2 separate regions of the Gossypium hirsutum genome follow, and region 2 is linked to region 1. Evidence: chromatin contacts called from public Hi-C data. All regions are on one chromosome and are shown on one strand. The core of a region is the stretch at or near the end of the contact, and the rest is flanking DNA. Distances in the headings are between cores, read along the strand shown.

Region 1 (6,716 bases), core at 2,312-4,811:
ATTTTTAATATATATTTTTAAATAAATTTAGTTTTTCAATAAATAAATCTTTTTTAACAAATATATTTTTTTATTTTTTAATTAATTCGAATTTCACTTTTTTAAATAAAATATTGTTTTTAATTTTTAAATAGAATTTAAAAAATGATTTGAATATCTTGGGTTTTTTTATAAAAATAACACAAAATTTAATTCATTATCAAAATAATTTATTTTTTTAATTAAACACAAAAATGACCTAAAATCTATAGTAAAATTTGGTTGAGCCAAATTAGAAAAATAGGACATTTTGATAATTAATTAAATTTTTTAGGTTACTTTTTTAAAAAGCCGAATATCTTTAAAAATAATTTAAAAATCATAATTTAAAATATTATAAAACAAATTAAATAATATTTAAAAGGGTTTTTTTACCAAAAAATATAAAAAATAAAATAAAATACCAAAATCGGTTGTTTCAAAAATTAAGTACCAAAATGATACATTTGTCTTGGTGGAGGGTGGTGCATAGGCGGCACCACCCTGAATTTCTGACCCAAAACAGTAAAAAAATAAAAAAAAATAATTATTTAAAAGATTTAGGGACCTGTTATGCAATTTTTCTATTTTTGAATGGCTGCTCAAAAGGAAGGGCAAGGGTGCCCCTGGCAGTGTGGCGGCACCAAAATTTAGATTTGGATAATTTCATTTTAAGCCCTACTTATTTATTATTTTCTTTTTATTCCCCTTCAACTCACTATATTGTGTTTAAACAAACCATTAACCTATTTTTGGAAAATAATATGTTATTTGGAAAATAACTATTATTGTAATGAGATACATGTTTTATTAGGTATAAGTATTTAAATTTTTGTTTTTGTAATGTGATACATGCATAAATATATATATATATATATAGAATCATATTAGTGAATCTGCTAATACATACTTCATCCGGATAAAGTATGCATTATTAAAATTAAATTAAAATATTAAATAAGAAATAAAATTATAAAACAATATGTTATTTGGAAAATAACTATTATTGTAATAAGATACATGTTTTATTAGGTATAAGTATTTAAATTTTTGTTTTTGTAAATGATACATGTGTAAATATCTATATATATAATCATATTAGTGAATCTGCTAATACATACTTCATTCGGATAAAATATGCATTATTAAAATTAATAGTTTGTTTAAACACAATATAGTGAGTTGAAGGGTAATAAAAAGAAAATAATAAATAAAAAAGGCTTAAAATGAAATTATCTAAATTAAAGTTTGGTGCCGCCACACTACGAGGCGGCACCCTTGCTCTTCTTTTTCAGTAACCATTCAAAAATGGAAAAATTTCATAATAGGTCCCTAAATCTTTTAAATCATTATTTTTATATTTTTTACTGTTTTGGGTCAGAAATAATATTTAAAATATTATAAAACTAATAACAAATTTGAAAGTTTAAAATATTTAAATATTTTATATTATTAAAAAATATATTTAGTATTTAAAAAATTAATTTCAAAATATATATTTAAAATTTAGAAAAATATATATTAATAATATATTATAAATTTTTTAAATTTAATAATAAATAAATAAATAAATAAATAAATAAACATAAAAAACAAAACATAAAAAAGTCAAAAAAAAAAAAAAGAAACTAACATGATAGATAGGAATCTAGTGGCGCCATATTAATTGGCTCCACCAGAAAATGATTAATTTTTTTTTAAGTCTTCTCATATTTTTAGAAATTTTAGTATTTCCCTAGTATTTATACAGGTGGCGCCATTCTACATGGCTTCAACAAAAAAATAATTTTTTTTATACTCCCTGCTGATGTGGCATGTTGGTGGCACCAAATCATTTGGCTCCACCTACTTTTACCATAAATTTCAATCATTCTTGTACTTAATTAAAAAAGTGGTTCATTTTGATAATTAATTAAATTATTTTTATAAAAAAGCCTAAAACTTTTGATATTCGAAAATCATTTTAAATTTCAATTAAATTTGGTATGGACTTTAACATTATTTTTTCCCGTCTAATAATATATGAACTGGAGACCTTGCTAGAAGGAAATCGAATATCCAATGTAACCACTCACCAACTGTTGTTGCAAATCATTGGTTTTGTGTATTATATGGTTTGTTTGTTTGCATCAACTGAATAATTCATTTAATATTAAATTTATCATTTACATGTTCTATTATACAAAAATATTTAGGAGAAAATGTTGATTGAATTTTAATTTAATTAGTATTATTGTTGTTGTAATAAGATAGACATTGTAAGTTAGAGAGATTTATGAATAATTTAGAAATTAATATATAGATCCAGGGAAAAAAATTCTAATTTTTTTTCTCCTTTTCCTTAAAGTTGTTTATTTCTTCTTTTTTTGTTTTGCCTAGCAACAATGTCAACTTTCGGGCTAGTTAGCACACGTCTTTTTCTCCCTCCCACAAATCTTTTTTTTTTCTCATTCACTTGGTATGTTTTCTCTCTTTTTAGTTTGCATATATATTTTGCGAGTATCTTTGCCATCTTTACAAATAGTGATGGATAGATGATGGTGTTTATTGTTACTAAAACTCCACTGTCCATTAGCAATTTCTCTGCCACCGACTTCTTAGTCTGTTTCTTTTTTTAGAGTATTTCAGAATAATCTACACCGTCTTTAAGTTTTATATATTTTTTATTTGTTTTATATTGTTTAATAAATTTTCATTTTTTGAAGTTTTTGTCGATTGTTATAGCACGTTTTTTGGTGTTGCTTGTGTATAAAGTCTTATTTATGAATTTAGTCTTACTTTTGCAAGTGATTTTAAAGATGATTTTACACATTTTTCAAAAAAATATATACTTATCGCTTTAGACTATTCGAGGCTAAGTTTCTTATTGTATTAAATAATTGCAATTACTTTAGATATATTGAACTTAAGTTGTTACAAAGTGAATTGTCAATGTACTATAATGTTTTATTGATGCTGAAATATTTGTTGGGTTGATGGAGCTCGTACTTTACTGCCTATGATGAATGTTTTTTTTTTCAAATTGTATGATCCCATTTATAGAATAAATTAATGAATTTTTTTAAAATATATGTGTATATATATATAAAATATTTGGAGAATATTCATTTCGTGAATGGAACTAATGAGCTCAGCCATGTGTTTAATGTATTATTGCAGAACATTGTAAGTAGGAAGTAATCAACGGGTTAAGACCCCGGTGATGATTTTGGATTTTTATCCCAAATTAGCTAGGTTGACTCAGTAGACATGGTCCTAATATCCCAATTGTAAAGAACAAAATGATTTTTAGCTTGCTTTGAATTTCATCTAATTTTTCTGTTTCCTGCTTCATTTCCGTTTTCAACTTAATTTTATTTCTACTCAATTCAAAAATTTTAATTGAAAATTTATCCGTCTTGATCTCAAAATTATTTGAATAATTTCATATTAAAATTGAAATTAGGGTGAGTTGGAATCCAAGCTGATTGTTTCCTCAGAACAAATTAAATTAAATCCTGTAAATTCCAATAATCGGATTTTCTTTTCTGGTCCATTAATTAGGCCCAATTGAGTATGTAAGGTCGAAAAACCTTGCCATGGCGCCATACTAGACGCCTCTGGACACTCCCTCAAACATATTTCCACTAGGGTCAAATCAATAGGAACCAAAACCCACCCAAAATCTCTGCACTGCCATCCTTCCTTAGCTTCCATGGTAAACCTTCTCATTCCCTCTTCCTTTCTTTCTTACACTAATTCCTTCAGCTCTCTCCATTCTATCTGCCATATGTATAATGTTTGTTCTTTCTTTTTTTGATAGGAGGAGCCACAATTGCTGCAGCAGCAGGAAGAAGAACAATCACAATCAGTATCTCTTCAAGATTGCTTGAAGTTACTAAAAGGCGAGCAAGACGAGCAACGCCTCGCTGGCTTGCTTCTCGTCACCAAATCCTGCAAAAGCGACGATCTCGTTTCCCTTAGGGCTATCTACGACGCCGTTGGACCTCACTTCTTGGACCGTCTCTTAAGGACCGGTATTAATTCATACTCTTTTTTTTAAAAAAAATATGATTTTGCAATTCTTTTTTTTATGCTTAAATATAGTTTTGTTTTTTGGTTTAAAAAAAGGGTTGGGTAAAGGTGTAGTGAGCAGTGGTAGTGGTGAAAACCGGGATGCGTATTTGCAGCTGTCAGTGTCGGTTCTGTCTGCGTTTTGTCGAGTTTCTGAGATTGCTTCTTCGAAAGAAATGGTTTCCAAGGTTCCAATGATTTTTGAAGTAATGTCAATGAAGTAAGCTTTTTATCCATACTCCTCTTTGTTTCAAATTCATGAATTTAGAAATGTGCAGTGCATGATATGAAATTTTAGCTTTTTAACCATGTTACTCGGATTCGGATGTAAGCGGTATGTCTTCAACACAAGTATAGATAGATTTCTCAAAGTTTTTCAATTTATTTGGTGGATCTTTGGAGGTTATATCTTTGTTTGTGTATGTCACACACTAGTATCTGATGCATAGCTTTTTAATGTTTTACAACAAAACTTATGGTCCATTGCTGTGTTGTTAGTCTCTGTAACTAAGGTTTTTTTTTTTTTTTTGAAAGCAGATCAGGCATGCCTGTGCTTGAAGAATGCTATGAATTTTTATACTTGGTGTCAACTGCTTCTGAGGATGGACTTACAGCAGTGTATGAATCCGGAGGGATTAAATTACTTGCTCATCAAATGTCCGCTCTGCCAGATGTTAGCTTATCTTACACTGTAACAAATTTCTAGAATTTGGCACTTCCGGGGCCTTATATTATACAGTCTTCATTATAGTTATAGCTGGTAGCTTTCAGTCTGGAGAGAATTTGTTGTTTTCTATTCTGTATTTGTGCCTAACTTTTTAGGGACCTAACTTATTTAGTTACATGGTGTTATGGATTTGCAATTTGAATTCTACTGTCTATGCAGAGAAGTGATTATATGTGAACTTGCTGCAGGGTCTCGTTTGATGGAACTTGCCACGAAGCTTGTCCAATTGATGCTAAAGAAGCTGTCACAAGGCATCGTTGAGAACGACCATCTCTCGGAGCTGTCAGTCATTGTGAGTCTAGATTTTTTCTAGCCATTAAGCTTTTGTTTTCAATGTTTAGTTCACAATGGTTAAATTTTGATCATTTAAACCATTTCTCTTGCAATTTAGGTGACCAAAATAGCAAGACAGTTTGCTCTCCTACAAAATGCCTTGAAGTTTGAAGCACTTCACTTATTGTCTGCCATCTTCTCTTCAGAATACTCGGTACGCCTCCCCCCCACTGTTTTCTTTCTGGGAAGTTATGCTTTGGATCTCCAATTGCTAGGAATCATCTTACATTTGACTGGTAATATTTTCACTTGATATGTTTAGACACTCCTTCACGATGCTCTCCGTGTTATTCAAAACGAAAACTGGTCAAACCATATGCGTGACGGTGTTGCGACAATTTTACAGAACCGTGTAGGTATGTTGAACTGAATTTGTTCAATCTTCCTTTCCAATCAAAACTAAGTTTTAATTAGTGAAACTTACTGGTGATAATGTTTTTGATATTTTATTGCAGCACCTGCTGAAAAATTTGAGGCCCTTATCCTAGCTGAATCCATGGTATCTATAAAGGGTGAGGGTTGGCTGATTGGTCAAATAAACTTGCCTAATGTACAGGATCCTACTCCAGCTGACAGGTAAGGAGTGCTTGTTGAATTCTTTTGGCTCTTGTAAAGCTACCATAATTGGGCGGATGGTTTGTAGATTTATTTCTCAGGTGTCTATTGCTTGTCTTAGAGTCATCACGGGTTGAAGTTGCTGTTTTGCTGAATGAGCTAGCCTACTCGAAATATGAAGCTTCTAAGAGTTCTTCATCAACAGCTGAAACAATAATCTCAAAGCAACAGAAAGTGACTGTTGTCTTTTCATTGGTGGAGAAGATAATAAAGTTGATATCAAACATTGGTGAAACTGAAGGTATGTTGCTTTTGCTACCTTGCGAAAATTTTGTTCAGTTTGTTGCACTGGAGTTCCTTATTTTCTAGTATGCATATTGGAAGCTGTTTATTTAAGAATTTTAACAAAGAAACTCAAATTACAGGGCACGTTCTCGATGAAAATACTTTCATAAAGGCGATCAATGGGCTTAATGAGACAATTGGTGTGGTTCTAGAGTATCTGCAAGATGCAAAGGTATGGTTAGAAATATGATCATAATATTTCTTTACCTCTTTTATTTACTGTTAAAATTTTGCAGGAACATGGGCAAAAAGTAGGAAATGATCTTCTTGCTTCAGTACGTCTTGTTGGGAGGTATTTTTGATGCCATCTCATTCAAAGTATTTGTGTCATTTCCTTTTTATATATCCAGGCACACATATACATTGTCAAGCATTGGATTTGATCTTTTGAACCTACGGTGGAATGTTTTGTTGAGCTGATGTTTGTGTTTGTTTTAGCTATCTTGCAGAAGCACCTGTTGCATGCGAAGATAAAATCACGGAACTTTTGGGATATATGCTTTCAGTTGAAGGTGAACATGAATCAAGGTATGACAACTTAACTTTGCAGTTCTCTAATGATTTGATACCCATGTCTTTTGTTTGATTTCTGTAGTTCTTGACCAACTTTGCTGAACATTTTCGCTAATTAACTTTGATACAGCCCATTTTACTCTGTATGCTTTCTGCTTCCAATGTTGTGTCA
Region 2 (6,173 bases), core at 849-3,348, 140 kb before region 1:
CATTGCTTAGACTTGGTTGGTGTCCATTGTTGAAGTTAAACCCTTAAGGGGTTTTATGGAAGAAGTGGAGAACTTGTTCGTTGAGAGTTCACGATGAAGAACTTGTTCATTGAGAATTCGTGTCAAGGTGGAGATTGTTAGAATTAAATGACCCGAATCCTTATTTAAATAAAATACAGTGGTAAAATAAAATAAAAGTAAAATTCATATAGAACTACACTTCTTTTATTTTATTTTAGAATAAGGTTTTTTAAACCTTATTAAACTCCATCTATTTTATATTGATTAGAATAAGGTGTTTCAGTCTTACTAGAATATGGCTTTACAAGCCTATAAATAGGTATAGTCTATTCCTCTTGTATTTATTCGAATTTGACATAGTGAATTTTCTTTTCCTCTGCCCGAGGTTTTTTCCGAAAGAGTTTCCACGTAAAAATTTGTGTGTTCTTTATTTTATTTTATTTTTTCACAGTTTGATTAATATTATCATAAAATTACAAAATTAATATATTATGATTTCATTCAAAAAAAATTTTAAATTTTAATGTTGTAATATAATAAATAATAAAATTTAATTTTGTTTGTTCAAAAATTTCTTTAAATTTATGCTTTTATATAGATTATAAATAAAATGCTAAACCTATTTTTTTTTACTATCAACCTATTTACTAAATGGTACAAGGAAGCATTTGTATTTGCTTTATTTGGATAAATGCTTGTCTTGAGTATAGAACAGTTTTAAAATTTATAGCCAGCATTTACTCCTTAATGGATTTACAAAATGTGGATGATTATTTATTGAACTCGCTCTGGTAGATATCTTGAAAAAAAAAACAAAATAAAAAGGAGTTATAAAAAAATAATTATATTAAAATAAATAATTTAAAAATATTCAACATGGATATCGTCATATTTGTAAAAAAAATATAAATTATTAGAATTAAATAAAAATGAAATTTGAAATTTAAGTTGTTTTTATCTTATAGAGGGTCATGTGTATTAAATCAAATAAAATTCTTAGGAATTTTGAAAAAGGAATTGAGCTATTGAAATCTCTTTTAAAATTACTTATTTGAAAAATTTCCATATATTTACTAAAATAAGTAAATTCAATTTTAGAAATTTAAAAACCTAGATACAAGTGAAATCCCTCTCAAACACGCTTTTAATCTCTAAACTTGACAATTTTTCTCAACTTGATCCTTGAATTTTTTTTTTCTCACATTAATCATATAACTTGACAAATTTTCTCAATTTTGATCCTTGTGATAATATAGCATTCTAAGATTATGGCATATCATCATCTCCTTTTAATAAAAAAAATATTTTTAGGCAGAAATTGAAAAAAGTTGTCTAATTTTAAGATTAATGTGAAAAAAAAAATTCAAAGACTAAGATGAGAAAAATTACAAGTTCATAGGCAAAATGTTGATTTAACCTAAAAACAATATATAAATTCTGAACTTTGTCGTGAAGGATGAATTTTACTTATAATATCAAAATGGTTTCATATATATATCATTCTGAGATTAATTTAAATTTAGAATAGTTAAAAAGCAGTTGAGAAAAACCTCATGAATTTTATTATAAGTTTTAATTATATTTATTTTTAAAAAAATAATATCTAAAATTACTCATAATTCTTTTTAACTCATAAATATAAAGATGGGTAATTATATTGATTCTTTTTAACCCATAAATATAAAGATGGGTAATTATATTAATAGTTTGTACAATATTTAGTTGAACATTTCAATTAATTAGTAACAGCGGTAATTTTACAATGGAGGTAGATATTAATCATAGGCTGTTGATGTAATTAGGGATGATTGGCTTTTCCTGACTTCCCTCCCTCTTTATTTAATTATTTAATTAATTTGTATATTAAAATATATTCAGTTTCTAAAAAAATTATAGATCCGTAATTATAGATACTTTCCCACATATGGAATTTAAGATTTCTAATTTTATTTTAGTGAATTTGGTCTCCTGTTTTTTTAGTTTTTTAATTTTAGGTTTATTATAATATTATTTTTTGTTATATGATATTCTGATTTTTTAAACAAAATAAATAAATTAAATACTGCAACCCCATTTGTCGACCTGAATCGTACTTGGCCAGGTGCCTCTTCGACTTGACCGATTCGTATGTTCCTAATCTAATACACCTACCACCACACTATCACCACTGCGCCTCTTCTTCCCTTCCGTCCGATCTGGCAATGGAACCCGACGTGAGCATTGAGACATCATGCATGATCCGGATCGCCGTCCTTCCAATAGGCAAAGTCCCCCCTCCTCTTCTGCGGGATTACCACTCCATGCTCCTTCCGCACCACACCATCCCTCTCTCAACCATCAGCTCCTTCTACACGGAGCACCAGAAATCGCCTTTCGCCCACCAGCCTTGGGACACAGGCTCGCTCCAGTTCAAATTCTTGTTGGGCGGGTCTCCGCCTAGCCCTTGGGAAGATTTCCAGCCTTATCGCAAGTTCCTCTCCGTGATTGGCATTTGCCACTGCCCTTCGTCACCAGATCTTGATCACGTCATCGATCAATTCAATGCTGCCTGCAAAATTTACACTTCGGCTCTAGTTCTACGCTGCTTCGCCTTTTGTCCTGGCAATTCGCAAGTTAGTTCTCAGAATTAAGGTTTCTATTTTACTTCTCATTGAATCACATGCTGATATCTGGTTATTGGTTTCGATTATTATAAATTGACTTGGATTCTAATTATTAGTAATCTGTCGAAGGAATGGTTATATTACCTAGATTCTAGTGTGTCGTGAATGCTTAGGTTTTTTGTATAAATTTGAAGGATGATAACCCATATTGGGTGTAAGATACGAGCATTTTTGGGAATAAAGTCTGAATAACATAGTAGAATGATATGATTTGTGTTTTTGAAACCTTTTATTATGTTTACTATTTGTTTATCTTAATAAACTAAACAAAACCTAGCTTTTAATGAATTACGTGATCTAATTACTTTATTTTCTGCTGCAGTTGGATGATGGTAAGAAAAGGGAGAACTTGGTTTTGTTTCCTCCTGCAGACCGTACAATGCAGGAGTTTCACTTACATACAATGATGCAAGATATCGCTGCTTCATTACTGATGGAATTTGAGAAGTGGGTTCTTCAAGCAGAATCTTCAGGAACTCTTCTGAAGACGCCTTTAGATTCTCAAGCTACTCTTAGCTCAGAGGAGGTTTATGTTTAGGTGTTTTATGCATTTTAGTCTGTGAGCGCATGGGCGTGGGTATGCGCGCACTTCTGCATGTGTGTGTGTGTGTGTGATGTGTTTGTTTTTATTAAATAACAATGCAGGTGATCAAGGCTAAAAAACGAAGACTTGCTCGTGCACAAAAGACAATAGGGGATTATTGTTTGTTAGCAGGATCGCCTGTTGATGCAAATGCTCACTATACTACTGCACTAGAGCTAGCCAGGTTGACTGCAGATTACTTTTGGTATGCTGGGGCATTGGAGGGTAGTGTTTGTGCTATACTGGTAATTGCAGGATGTTAATCAAGCTCATCTGCTATTTATGATATTTGTATGGACCCTTAAATGTCCTTGTTTAGATTTTATAGATGTTCTTGAACAGAAACAAATGGATAAGGCTAGCAACTCACTTGTTGAAATTTGAAGCTAAGTTTTTTTAAGGAAATCTCTATTGGAAAAGTGTCTCATAAAAGTTTTACAACGAGACACATGTTTAGTTATGTCCACTACCAACTTTAGTGCTATGGTTAAATTCCAAGATTTATCACATTTGAATTCGTGATGTTTTATTTTCCTAATTGAGGATTTGTCCCATGTGTAAGGACTAAATTGTTCCTCCTTCTGTACTTTATTATTATCTTTTTACTTTTCTAGGGTAGGATTTTTTGTAGGGGGAGGGGGTTGATGTTTTTTAAATTAGGCTATATTGACCTTTTGCATCATAACTGCAAGTGATAATATAGATAAAATATTTGCCCATATGATATGAAATTTATTCATCTACTGTATAATTATTTATGCCTTATTATCAGGTTGATCAAATAGGCCAGAAGGATACAGGTGTAGAGGATGAGGTTAGATATCGGTACAATAATGTCATTACGCATTATAGGAAATCCTTCATTCAAGACAATGTTCAGAGGTATTTGGTGTCTTTCCATTGCACCTTCTTTGAGTTTCAACTACACATATTTTTAGATTTTCGCATCTACACTCTATTCCCCTACTTTTTAAGTTATATTTATGTTTGTGTTGTACCCATCTTCATTTGAATATTCTTTTAAGCAAATTGGATGAGGTCTTTATGATGCACCTTATTCTTGTCAGCCTAATCTTGTGTAGCATAATAAAAAGTGTTTGATTTATGCACATATTTTATTAATCAATGGAAATTTATCTAGCTTTAACTTTTTGAGAACTAACTCTTTTAATTTTTTTTTTAAATGCAGAGTTTCACCCATTACCTTTGAACTTGAAGCTACCTTGAAATTGGCCAGGTTTTTATGTAGGTGTGTTTCAATTTTCAATGGAATTATAATTTCATTGAGTTAGTTGTGGACATGACATGCTTAACTCCTTGGTATAGATAAATTATAGGGAGATTGCAAGTTGTATTAGATAAATTAGAAATACATCTTGGCATTTTGAAAATTCGGTTGTATCATTCAACCCCCTCTTCCTAACTCCCATTTATTTTTTATTGTTTTACGTTGTTAATGTGATAGTTGGTATTTATTCATTTTCTAAAGAATACGGTGGAGACACTTTTATGACAAACTATATAAATTCCAAGATCTTGTACATAGTTTTATGTGTTAAGTCTTGTCAAAATGCATTCTTAAAATAACATTGTTTATATTCTTGTGGTAATTGTAGGAGAAAATTGATTAAGGAGGTTGTGGAGTTGTTAACTAATGCTGCTGATGGTGCTAAATCTTTGATCGATGCCAACGACAGACTCATATTATATGTTGAAATAGCTCGCTTATTTGGTACTCTTGGTTATCAACGAAAAGCTGCCTTCTTCTCAAGGCAGGTAGCTCAGTTATACCTACAACAAGAAAATAGATTTGCTGCTACCAGTGCCATGCAGGTCCTAGGAATGACCACCAAAGCATATCGTGTTCAGAGCAGAGCATCCATCACAAAACATTCCATTTCTAATGTATGGAACTATGGAGCAAGTTTTGAATTGTCGACTTTATAAAGGCACTTCAATCTTATTGAAGTTGTTCTTTCTTTGTAAACTAGCATACTATAACAACCATCAATATATTCTTTCTTCTGTGGTAGGAAACTGAACCAGGGAATGCTGATAGTGGAAAATTGCATCATCTGTTAGTAGTTTCACTGTTTGAATCACAATGGAGCACCTTGCAGATGGTTGTGCTGCGAGAGATACTTCTATCTGCTGTTCGTGCAGGAGATCCTCTTGCTGCCTGGAGTGCAGCAGCAAGGCTACTAAGATCTTATTATCCTCTAATTACACCTGCTGGACAAAATGGCCTTGCTAGTGCCTTGAAAAGTGCAGCTGAAAGGTTGCCTTCGGGAACTCGATGTGCTGACCCAGCCTTACCTTTCATAAGGTTTGTCTTATTGCTTTTGATTTTATCTAGATTTGGGGATGGATAATTGTATTTCCTCAATGTAATGGTTTTTGTGCTTTTGTTGTGCTCAAATGTATGTTGAGACATTCTGTTTTCTCTTAGTTTTGTCATAAGCTTTTTGGTGTGGTTTAAGTGAAAAAAACAACAGCGATAGAAAGAATTAATGCTAAACAAACTTGTAAGAAAGATGGAACTCGAGAAAACTTAGGGTTTTGCATTAATTGAAATATAATAATCAGAAATATTGTTGATGTAAATTAGTTACAACATACATATAATAGATTTTCTTGCAAATAAAGTTTTATTATTAACCCTAAAATTAATCCTCAAGAAATATAAATAATACTTTAAACTAAATGTTATAAAATAAACTGAAATAGAACTAAAATAATAAAATTAATTATTATAAAATCATAATTAAGCTTCTGTGTCACTTTTTTTGCATACTTTCTCCTTCAATTCTTTTACTGAGGTTCATATATTTTCTCATCGTCAATTGTGATAAACTATTGACTTTCACTATCAAGTTTATGTGCTTCTATTGCACTTAAATGTGGAG

The links. A called contact is a pair of places that touch in the nucleus more often than the background predicts.
Region 2: a contact with region 1 is called in a Hi-C map of leaf, with 2.8 times the contacts expected there. The contact joins the promoter of LOC107962914 here to the promoter of LOC121230631 in region 1. A contact is called at or near these places in 14 of 34 Hi-C or Micro-C datasets (callus, hypocotyl, leaf and 3 more).

What each region holds. Positions count from the first base shown.
Region 1 is chrA06:39,001,065-39,007,780 of Gossypium_hirsutum_v2.1, reverse strand. LOC121230631 (neurochondrin) reads left to right here and starts at 3,561. Exons shown (of 18, transcript XM_041115680.1): 1 at 3,561-3,715; 2 at 3,821-4,034; 3 at 4,129-4,291; 4 at 4,609-4,745; 5 at 4,987-5,090; 6 at 5,190-5,285; 7 at 5,394-5,487; 8 at 5,587-5,707; 9 at 5,788-5,987; 10 at 6,112-6,203; 11 at 6,268-6,323; 12 at 6,470-6,559; 13 at 6,675-6,716. The coding sequence starts at 3,713.
Region 2 is chrA06:39,143,703-39,149,875 of Gossypium_hirsutum_v2.1, reverse strand. LOC107962914 (trafficking protein particle complex II-specific subunit 120 homolog) reads left to right here and starts at 2,098. Exons shown (of 9, transcript XM_016899480.2): 1 at 2,098-2,633; 2 at 3,007-3,210; 3 at 3,330-3,512; 4 at 4,040-4,149; 5 at 4,884-5,172; 6 at 5,301-5,593. The coding sequence starts at 2,223.